Regions from separate parts of the Mus musculus genome. Here regions 1 and 2 are each linked to region 3. Evidence: chromatin contacts called from public promoter capture Hi-C data. All regions are on one chromosome and are shown on one strand. The core of a region is the stretch at or near the end of the contact, and the rest is flanking DNA. Distances in the headings are between cores, read along the strand shown.

What was found. Promoter capture Hi-C pulls out the DNA fragments that hold promoters and counts their contacts.
Region 1: a promoter capture Hi-C map of hippocampal neurons shows a contact between it and region 3, with 2.4 times the contacts expected there. The contact joins the promoter of Psip1 here to the promoter of Mpdz in region 3. A contact is called at or near these places in 2 of 39 promoter capture datasets (hippocampal neurons and liver) and 1 of 115 datasets of contacts at active chromatin or transcription factors (astrocytes).
Region 2: a promoter capture Hi-C map of hippocampal neurons shows a contact between it and region 3, with 2.2 times the contacts expected there. The contact joins the promoter of Ccdc171 here to the promoter of Mpdz in region 3. A contact is called at or near these places in 1 of 39 promoter capture datasets (hippocampal neurons) and 1 of 115 datasets of contacts at active chromatin or transcription factors (astrocytes).

What each region holds. Positions count from the first base shown.
Region 1 is chr4:83,485,186-83,487,906 of GRCm38.p6, reverse strand. It overlaps Psip1 (PC4 and SFRS1 interacting protein 1), which reads left to right and starts at 1,444. Exons shown (of 16, transcript NM_133948.6): 1 at 1,444-1,632; 2 at 1,979-2,190. The coding sequence starts at 2,119.
Region 2 is chr4:83,524,274-83,527,047 of GRCm38.p6, reverse strand. It overlaps Ccdc171 (coiled-coil domain containing 171), which reads right to left and starts at 1,503. Exons shown (of 26, transcript NM_001355378.1): 1 at 1,278-1,503.
Region 3 is chr4:81,441,543-81,444,242 of GRCm38.p6, reverse strand. It overlaps Mpdz (multiple PDZ domain crumbs cell polarity complex component), which reads left to right and starts at 1,428. Exons shown (of 47, transcript NM_010820.3): 1 at 1,428-1,607.

The sequences.
Region 1 (2,721 bases), core at 195-2,694, 2.0 Mb before region 3:
TGAAGACATATCACCAATAATTTCCTTTCTTTCTTTTAGCTCCATGCGGAGCCCTCTGCACGATGCACATCTACAGTGGCCTGCTTGCTAGGCATTTAACATTGGGGTGCCAGATTTCCTTTTAAAGACATGCAATATTCCTTTTATAAATAAAGCCCTGAATTTTTGCCTATTCAAACAAAGCTCTTCCTGAGTCTCAGCTGTGAGTCTTTATTTAAAGCAGTATTATTGCTTACACATTTTAATATTCTTAATATCTTTAATATTTTTAGCCTGTTTGATATAGGAAATACCTAATCTTGTTCCTAGCTGTATATTCAACACCAAACAGTGCTCTATTCTAAACAGGATTTTGGAGAGATTCAATGAAGGATGAAACAAAAGACTTATTTTTTCTTAATACTTTAATGTCTTCTAATTTGCCACATCCTTACTTATTGGGAACCTGGATGTTAATGGATAAATAATATTAGTTCTGCTAGAGTAAAGATCGTAAAAGTCAACCCATTTCAGAAGGTGTATTACAAAATATTAAAAGCATCCACTGGCTAAAGGATCAAAAATAAGTTCACCTTTAAATACCCTTTAAGAGAATTTTAAATGATGAAATATTTAGGTGTTAGTAACTCTTCTCTCCTGTATCACCTACCACCATATATATCACTTTTCTAGGGAAATAGAATTTTAAGTGCAGGGCTAAAATTTAGATTGGGCCCAAATCCACATCCTAACTAACAAGCTAACTACGCTTTCTCTGTCATTGTTTTATATCCTTGACGTTTTGCATTCAATGGGATTGTGTTTTCGTTAACGGTTCTCCGCGGTTGAAATATCAGGGAAATGAAATAGGGCTTTCTCATGTTTCAGTCCCAAGAAAAGGAGACTGCAAAGCCCATTCTGCGAGGTGTAAGAGGCCTACAAGGTGCACACCCTGCAACTGCTTCATATTCCAATTTCATCTCTGGGATTTTGCACAGCTCTTCATTTTGGGGATGATGTAAACTGCGCAGGAGCACTACAGTACTCGCACCAAGGAGAAGGATGCGAGAACAAGCACCTTGGGCTGCCACATTCTCTTAAACATGCAGCCGTGGGCTACAGGCCCGGATACCCGCCCCCAAACCGGGTCCACAACAATCGTTTCCTCCCTCCCCGTCTTTTACATACAGTACACATACAAATACACACACGCAGAGCAGCCAGCAGGGGCGGGCCGGGCGCGACCACTGTGCCAGCCGTGGGGGGGGTGGAGGAGAGGGACAGCTCCCGCGTGCCTCTCTCCGGGCCTCCCCTCTCCCTCCCCTCCCACGGCATCTGCTTGCAATTGGTCGCAACCAGGGGCACCTGTGGGCTCTAGGGGACTCAGGCCCTCAGCTCCCGAGCCACGACGCTCGGCGGCTGTAGCGCCACCCGTGCCTGCGCGAGCACTTGGTACGGCCCAGCGCTAGCGGGCGCCGAGCGGGAGCCGCGCGGGAGCGGCGTAGCGACATCGGCGGCGGTGGCGGTGGCGGTGGCGGTTGCAGCTCGGAGCCGTTGAGACGCCTCTGCGGCAGCTGGTGGCGCAGGTGGCCGGCGTGGACGTGGGCAGGAGCGGCCAGCGCGCCCCGCAGCCCCAGCGCCGCCGCCCGGCAGGTGAGAGCCGCCCCGCCCCCGCTCGGCGCGGATGGGAAGCGGGCGGCCGCGCTCGCAGCCTCCCTCCTCTCCCCGCCGCGCCCCTCCCTCGTGGGCTGCGGCCCGTGGGAAAAGCCCTGGGAGCGCCGGGGTGGGAGGCCGGCGGCCGGGTGGCGGGCAGCATCCCTGCCTCAGGTGGCCGCGACCGCAGGCCCCGGCGCTGCTCGGGGCCGAGGCCGCGCTCTGTCCGAGGAGGCGCGCAGGCGGCTCCCCCTCCCCCTCCGCCGCCTCCCCTCCCCCTGCCCTCCTCCCCGCGGCCCCTCCCTGGGGTTTGCGCTTTAACCGCCCTCCCTGCTGTCCCTCGCAGGCGCGTCGGGACACCCCGAGGCATCCTCCCCCGCCCGCGGGCCCGCCAGTCCCAGCTCGCGTCTGTGCTCTCGCATCTCCTGATCGCGGCTGCGCTGCTCCCCCTTCTGGTCTTGGGACTCCCGGCGTCGCCCCTCAAACATGACTCGCGATTTCAAACCTGGAGACCTCATCTTCGCCAAGATGAAAGGTTATCCTCATTGGCCAGCTCGAGTAAGTGATTTGTAGCCCCGGTGTAGCGGTGCGGCCTGCCTCCCATCGTTTCTTCTCGGCTTCCTTTCAGTCCTTCCTCTCCTTTTCTCTTTACCGTTACTTGGAACCTTTCATTTTAGCTTTCTTTCTTTTTTTTTTTTTCTGTATACTCACGTACAATTGTAAAATTCTAGGTTTTCCTTCATATCCGCGGCGGTTTCCCTTTTTGAGTCTCTGACAGGTGTTCTATATAGCAGTTTTTGGGGATGACATTCAATTAACGTTTCATTGAGGCGAAATCATCAAGTAGGATTTTTGTGAGTTGAAATCATGACATTTCCTTAAAATTTGGAATTTTGAACAAAATACAAAGCGTCAACGAAAAATGCAGACTCCAAGCCCTTGCATGTCAGCTGTGGTTTAGGTTGCTTCGTACCGATTTGCAGTTGGCGGCTCATTTGGATCTTTAGATTCACAGTCTTTGGCTTTATGACCTTGAAGATGTTGTTTTCCATTTTTTGTTCTCCATAGCCAAAGGGAGAAGTAGACCGG
Region 2 (2,774 bases), core at 254-2,753, 2.1 Mb before region 3:
TCAGCCCCTCGACCCTTTCCGCTCTTGTTTAAAGATGAAAGGAATGCAACCTGTGTCACAGCACTTCCACTACCTTCTCAGTTTGGGTGTCTAACCAAATGCTATTTTTTTTTTTCTTTACTCATCGAGAGGAAAGGGCTTGATTCCCTAACACTAAATCCACTTTTTTTTTTTTTTTTTTTTTGTCTATGCAGCTTTGCATTCATTAGTCGTGACACCTGTGTGGGACTATCAGCAGTTACACGGTTCATTTGGCAAGGGGGCACTTCAGAGCTGAGTGCAGCTCAAATAGCAGAACACTTTTGTGCCCATGATTCTTGTTCAGTCTCAACCACCTTTCATCCCATCTCTGAAAAAAGAAGAGAGGTGAAGGAGATGTGTGATTCTGTCCATAAAACACGCCTAAGACAAAGAAACTCAAACAAACAAAAAGTAAACGGAGCCTGAAAGACTAAGCCCACTCTGCTTATTTGACATAAAGAACCTAAGGTCCAGGCGACAGGTGATTTGCCTGTCACAGCTAATAAATGGCTGAGCCAGGATTTACACACAAGCTCCAAGCTAAAACAGCCGCCTTCACTTTCCCTAGAATCCCGCTGCACTGCCTGCATTCCTCTGCCTTTAACTGGAAAGGATTGCATTTCCGGCTCTATCACAGTTTGGTCGTTACTAAGCACTGATAAATACAAATAACAAAACGGTAGTTTCATTTCTCCAATACTAGGAAAAGTATAAAACATCAACGTGCAAAATCTTAGAAGCTGTTTGATATCGTCTCTAAGTTATGTATTTGATTAATATGAATATCGTAAATGATTAAAAAGTCAAAGGGGGGGGGGTGTGTGCTTGTACGCAAAATTCAGCTTTAAACTCACAGCTGACTTTTCTAAGTCCCAAGGTGGGTGGTAGGCAGAAGTTGCATAACTCATTGTTTTGCTTATCAAACGTTTGTAGGGTGCCTAAAGTGTGGTAGGCATTTAAATAAAATGAAGGTAAAACACGAAAAAAAAAAAAGTGATCCTTGGGTACTGATCCCAAAGAGCTCCGAGGACTCTAGTCCCCACCGGTCCTCGGAGTACAGCGAAGATGCTCGGCTTCCTCAAGGTGGGCGGAGAGCCCTGGCCATTGAGCTGGAGGCTGGAGGCTGGAGGCTGAGCTGGAGGCGTGTCAGCACCAGCTAGCAGCCCTCAGCCGGGTCCTCTCTGCAAGCCCAGTCTCCTCTCAGCACCTCCCGGTCCCGGGCGCCAGTCACCATTGCACCCACAGCCCGCAGTTACCTCGGACTCGCGTGGTCCAGCCTGCACACCCACGACCCCCAGGCAGCTTCAGGTCTCGGGGTGAGTGGGAGGTCAGGCAACTCTCAGGAGAAAGAGTGACAACTGGGGAAAGCCGATGGACTCTAGGGCCAGGATGGAGAAAGTCTACGAGGTGAAGTTTACAACGGCCACTTCCGGGGGCCCGGAACACGCGACGAGGCTCTGGGCAGCCGCGACTTTCTCCGCCTCCCTGGCCCCGCCCCGGCAGGCCCGCCCCTCGCCTCCGCGTCCCCAGCGTCCCGCCCGCCGCCCGAGCCCCAGCTCCAGGATACGCGCGTACTCAGAGAACGCGGGCTCGCGCTGGAAGAGAAGCGCCGGCCCGCAACCGCGCGCGCTCCCGCGGCAGGCGGGGTATATTGCGCATGCGCCAGGGGTGGGGTACGCGTGCGCAAAGCACACGGGTGGCTCGGGGCCGCGTTCCACCCCATGCGCGCTCCAGCGCCGGCATGCTGTGCCTTCTCCTTGTTTCAGAACTCCCGCAACCGAGTGGCGTGCACATTTCCAGCCTCGGAAAAGGGCAGCAGCCTGTTCCTGCTCTGTAAACGTCTTCTTAGCTGGCTCTCGGCCCGAGAAACCCGCTAGGACCGCGGCCGATGCCAGGGTCCCCAGGGAGAGTGCCTGGGCTTCGGCACAGGTGGCAGACTCTCAGCGCCCTCCTCCTGCAGTCTCCTCCTCCCATCGATTTCTTTTGTATTTTGGCTTGGGTGGATAGAATGTAGGTCGGTGCTCTGATGCTGCTGAGCGTCTTTGATTACAAATAATGCAGAACCGGATTCATTGGCAAATAAGGCCTTGGAGCCTCGCCTTGAGCTCCATCTCTGCTAGATTTCAGCCCCTCCCCCTCCTCGCCCACAATTTATAAAGAGCTTTGGTTCGCCCTGTAGCCGCTTCAGAGGATTGGAAAAGCAAATCCTCTTTTGTTCCTTGGCTTTTGAAAGCCTATTCCCTAAAGAACAATGCGAAATGGCAGGATTTTGATGAAAGGTTTTTATCCCTGCCGCCACTACCTTCTTTCCACAAGTGTTCATACAAAATGAGCCTTTTATGCTAAACTTGTCCGGGGTTGGTTGTAATCAGCCTGAACCAGGTGTTGGGGTTCTCGCCTGCTCTCGCTCTGGAAAGTTAACAGTCCTAAGAGCAAATAGATTAAAACTTTGGTTCTTGCACTGCTGAGAAACTTTAATTGGTTTGAGGTCAGTTGTTTGGTTTTTAAAAGGTTTTCCTTGCTTCTTAAGGCTTTAGCCAGAAGAGATAACTGCTTCGAAAACAAACTGAAGGAAACAAAAGTAGCCCTCTCTACTTAGGAATCAAATGGAGAATTACAATAAATAAGATTACATTCACCACCACCATGGGTTTCTCTGTGTGGCCTGACAGTCCTGGAAGATGAGAGTTTTTTTTTAAATTGTATACGGCTTAGTTTTGTTATTTGAAAGATTTTTGTTTGGAGGGAAGTGA
Region 3 (2,700 bases), core at 179-2,678:
AATAAATGCCTTACAGCTGGATCTCATGGAGTCATTTCCTCAAGGGAGGCTCCTTTCACTGTGATAACTTCAGCTTGTGTCAAGTTGACACACAAAACCAGCCAGTACAAACTATGAGATGAGAAATACACCCCATGAGTTTAGGCAGTAGAAGGCCCTTACCAAGACAACTGTCAGAGCAGTGACAGGCCCAGAAGTAAGGGTCTCTTGCGCAGCTGTGATCAAGAACACACTGGGTAGAGACAGAACTGTGGATAGATCCTCTCCATCCCTACCCCTAACCCTAGCCCCTTCTCTTTACCTTTGTGTTTGGTTTTAAGATGGGACGCCTGATAGAACAGATTCCCACAAATGCACTGTGGGAGGAAGAGAAGATGGGATGAAATGTCCCTCAGACGAACTACATCTTCATTTTCAAAAATCCTAGAACTGACTCATATCCACACATTCTGAAGACATCCAGTCAGAGTTCACATTTTCCTGCATGTCAAATCTATGCTGATTCATATTTGCGGAACCAAGGGAATTGAAGGTTTGGGCCCTGTGTTGTCTCCACCCAAGACACTGAATCCACTTTAATCAACTCACATTAGCAAGCAAAAATTTTCATTGAACGGTAACACTTTCATTCTTGTGCATTTCACGTGCTTCCTCCTTTAATATTTAGTAAATGTTAGAGAAACGCAAATCGCTTTTTATTAGACAAAATAAAATTACAACGCAATTCTTGTATTTTAAAGTCTGAGAGTTTTAAATTGTTCACTCTAATATTAGACTTAGAAAAAAGAGCGAGCGAGCTGTATTTTCTTTAATGGGTGTGGGGTTGGGGATAGACTGTGGGACTCCAGAGCTGAGGTCAACAGAAAGACAATTGTAAAAGTCACAAAACAGAAAAGGGGCATTCCCTCCCACCCCAATTCCCAGTAGCAGACAACTCTGAGCACTTTCCCGGAGGAGTTTGCTGCTTTTTTTCTTTTTATTGTCTCACCAGGCTAAGAACGCATCTTGATGTGCTAAGTAACTTCTCAAAAAAGGACTTCCCTTGACCACCTCGTTTCTCAAGAGGCCACGAATGCAGAGGGCAGTCCTCACCAAGAACTAGGAGAACTGCAACTAGAGACTACCAATGCAGGGGCCGGGAGCATAAAACACAAAAACTACATTCCTAGCCCAATTCAAGTTTTTGATAAAATATCAGCAACACTGGAGTGCAAGTATTTCTCGCGTCAATATGTGTGAAACGCTATACTTAAAAAAAGGGCACTTCCTTTGGAAGTCACATTTAGGAGCCTGCCCCACGCCCCGCCGCCTTCGCGCTTGTCCGTCACCCACGCGGGCCCGGGCCCGTGCGCCGGTCGTTCCATCTCGGCGGCGGCTGGGCCGCGCCCCTGATTGGCCAGCGCGCCCCGCCGGCGTCACGGCTTCCCGCAGCCCCGCGGCCTCCGGGAGGCTGGTCCGCGCGCAGCAAGGCTGGCCGGCCGCGGGCTCCGGTTCTCCGGCCACGCGTGAGCGTTCGCGCCACACGGCGCTCCGAGGGCCGCGACTACAGCGGAGAGGAGCCGAGCGCTTTGCCCACCCCGGGAATCCCCGCCAGGCCGCCGAGCCCGGTAAGCGGCCCCGCCCGAGCCCTGCCCCCGGGACTCTGGAAGTTTCCCGGGCTGCGCGCTCCCCGCCGTGCTCTCCGCGCGGCCTGCGCGCCTGTTGCTGTGCGCGGGCCCGGGGAGTGCGGGAGGGCCCGGGCCTGGTGGGGGTGGGGGAGCGTGCGGGAGGCGCTTTGTGTCTGAGCCCTGCTTCGTGGGGCGCGATGGTGCTCTCTGGGCTGCTATTTATTCTCCAGGGACTCGGGGACTGGGCAGTTCCTTCCCGGGTCATTGGCGGCGGGGAGGAGGAGGAGGAGGGGGCGGTGGCAGCCGGGGCGGGCGCGAGGGGGCTGCTCTGCGGGGGGAGGACGCCGAGGATACGCAGGCCTGCGGGCGAAGGTTGGGGTTTCCTTCTAGCATCAGATAAGAGGACCGCGACTTCACCAGCCAGAGGGAAAACTCCTCTCAGTATTGTTTTAGTGTCCTGAGGGGATGAATCTGAGAACTGAGCCCAGGCCACCTCATCCTGTGCTGTAGGACAGCTGTGCAGTTGACATCACCTTTGTGTGTCCATAGACCCTCGTTTAGGATGCCCTTCATAAATTAATGATCTGGGAACAGGGTGTGTGGGGGGGATTGGTCCTAGGGGTTTGGGAGGTTTTTGCATGTAGAACTTGTTAAGAGATGATGAAGATTTTACAACGATCAAATTATCCAATGTAGTTTATTACGGATTTAGAGGCTGATAGAATCCAGAATAGCAATTACATTTAAAACTTTAATAAAACTAAACTTTGAACGCTTTTAATTTCAAGTTCTAATATAAAGTTTTGGAAAAGTGCACCTGGGCTATTATGGATAGAGGAAGGCTCTGTAATTTGTCTTATCTTCCTCACCCCATTTAAAAAAAATAAGCAAAAATTGATGGGACTTTTTTTCAGCATATTGATAATAGTGCATATGTGTGCTGTGTCTTTCATGCATTCCTTTCTTCCTTGGATTCTTCTAGTTTCTTCTGGTTTTCTTTCTTCCTTTACCACGTTCTAATTTTACCACAGAACCCTGATGGTGGTTTGGTGAGGGAGTTAAGTTTGTTTTTAGGGTGCTCCAAATTCTGTCA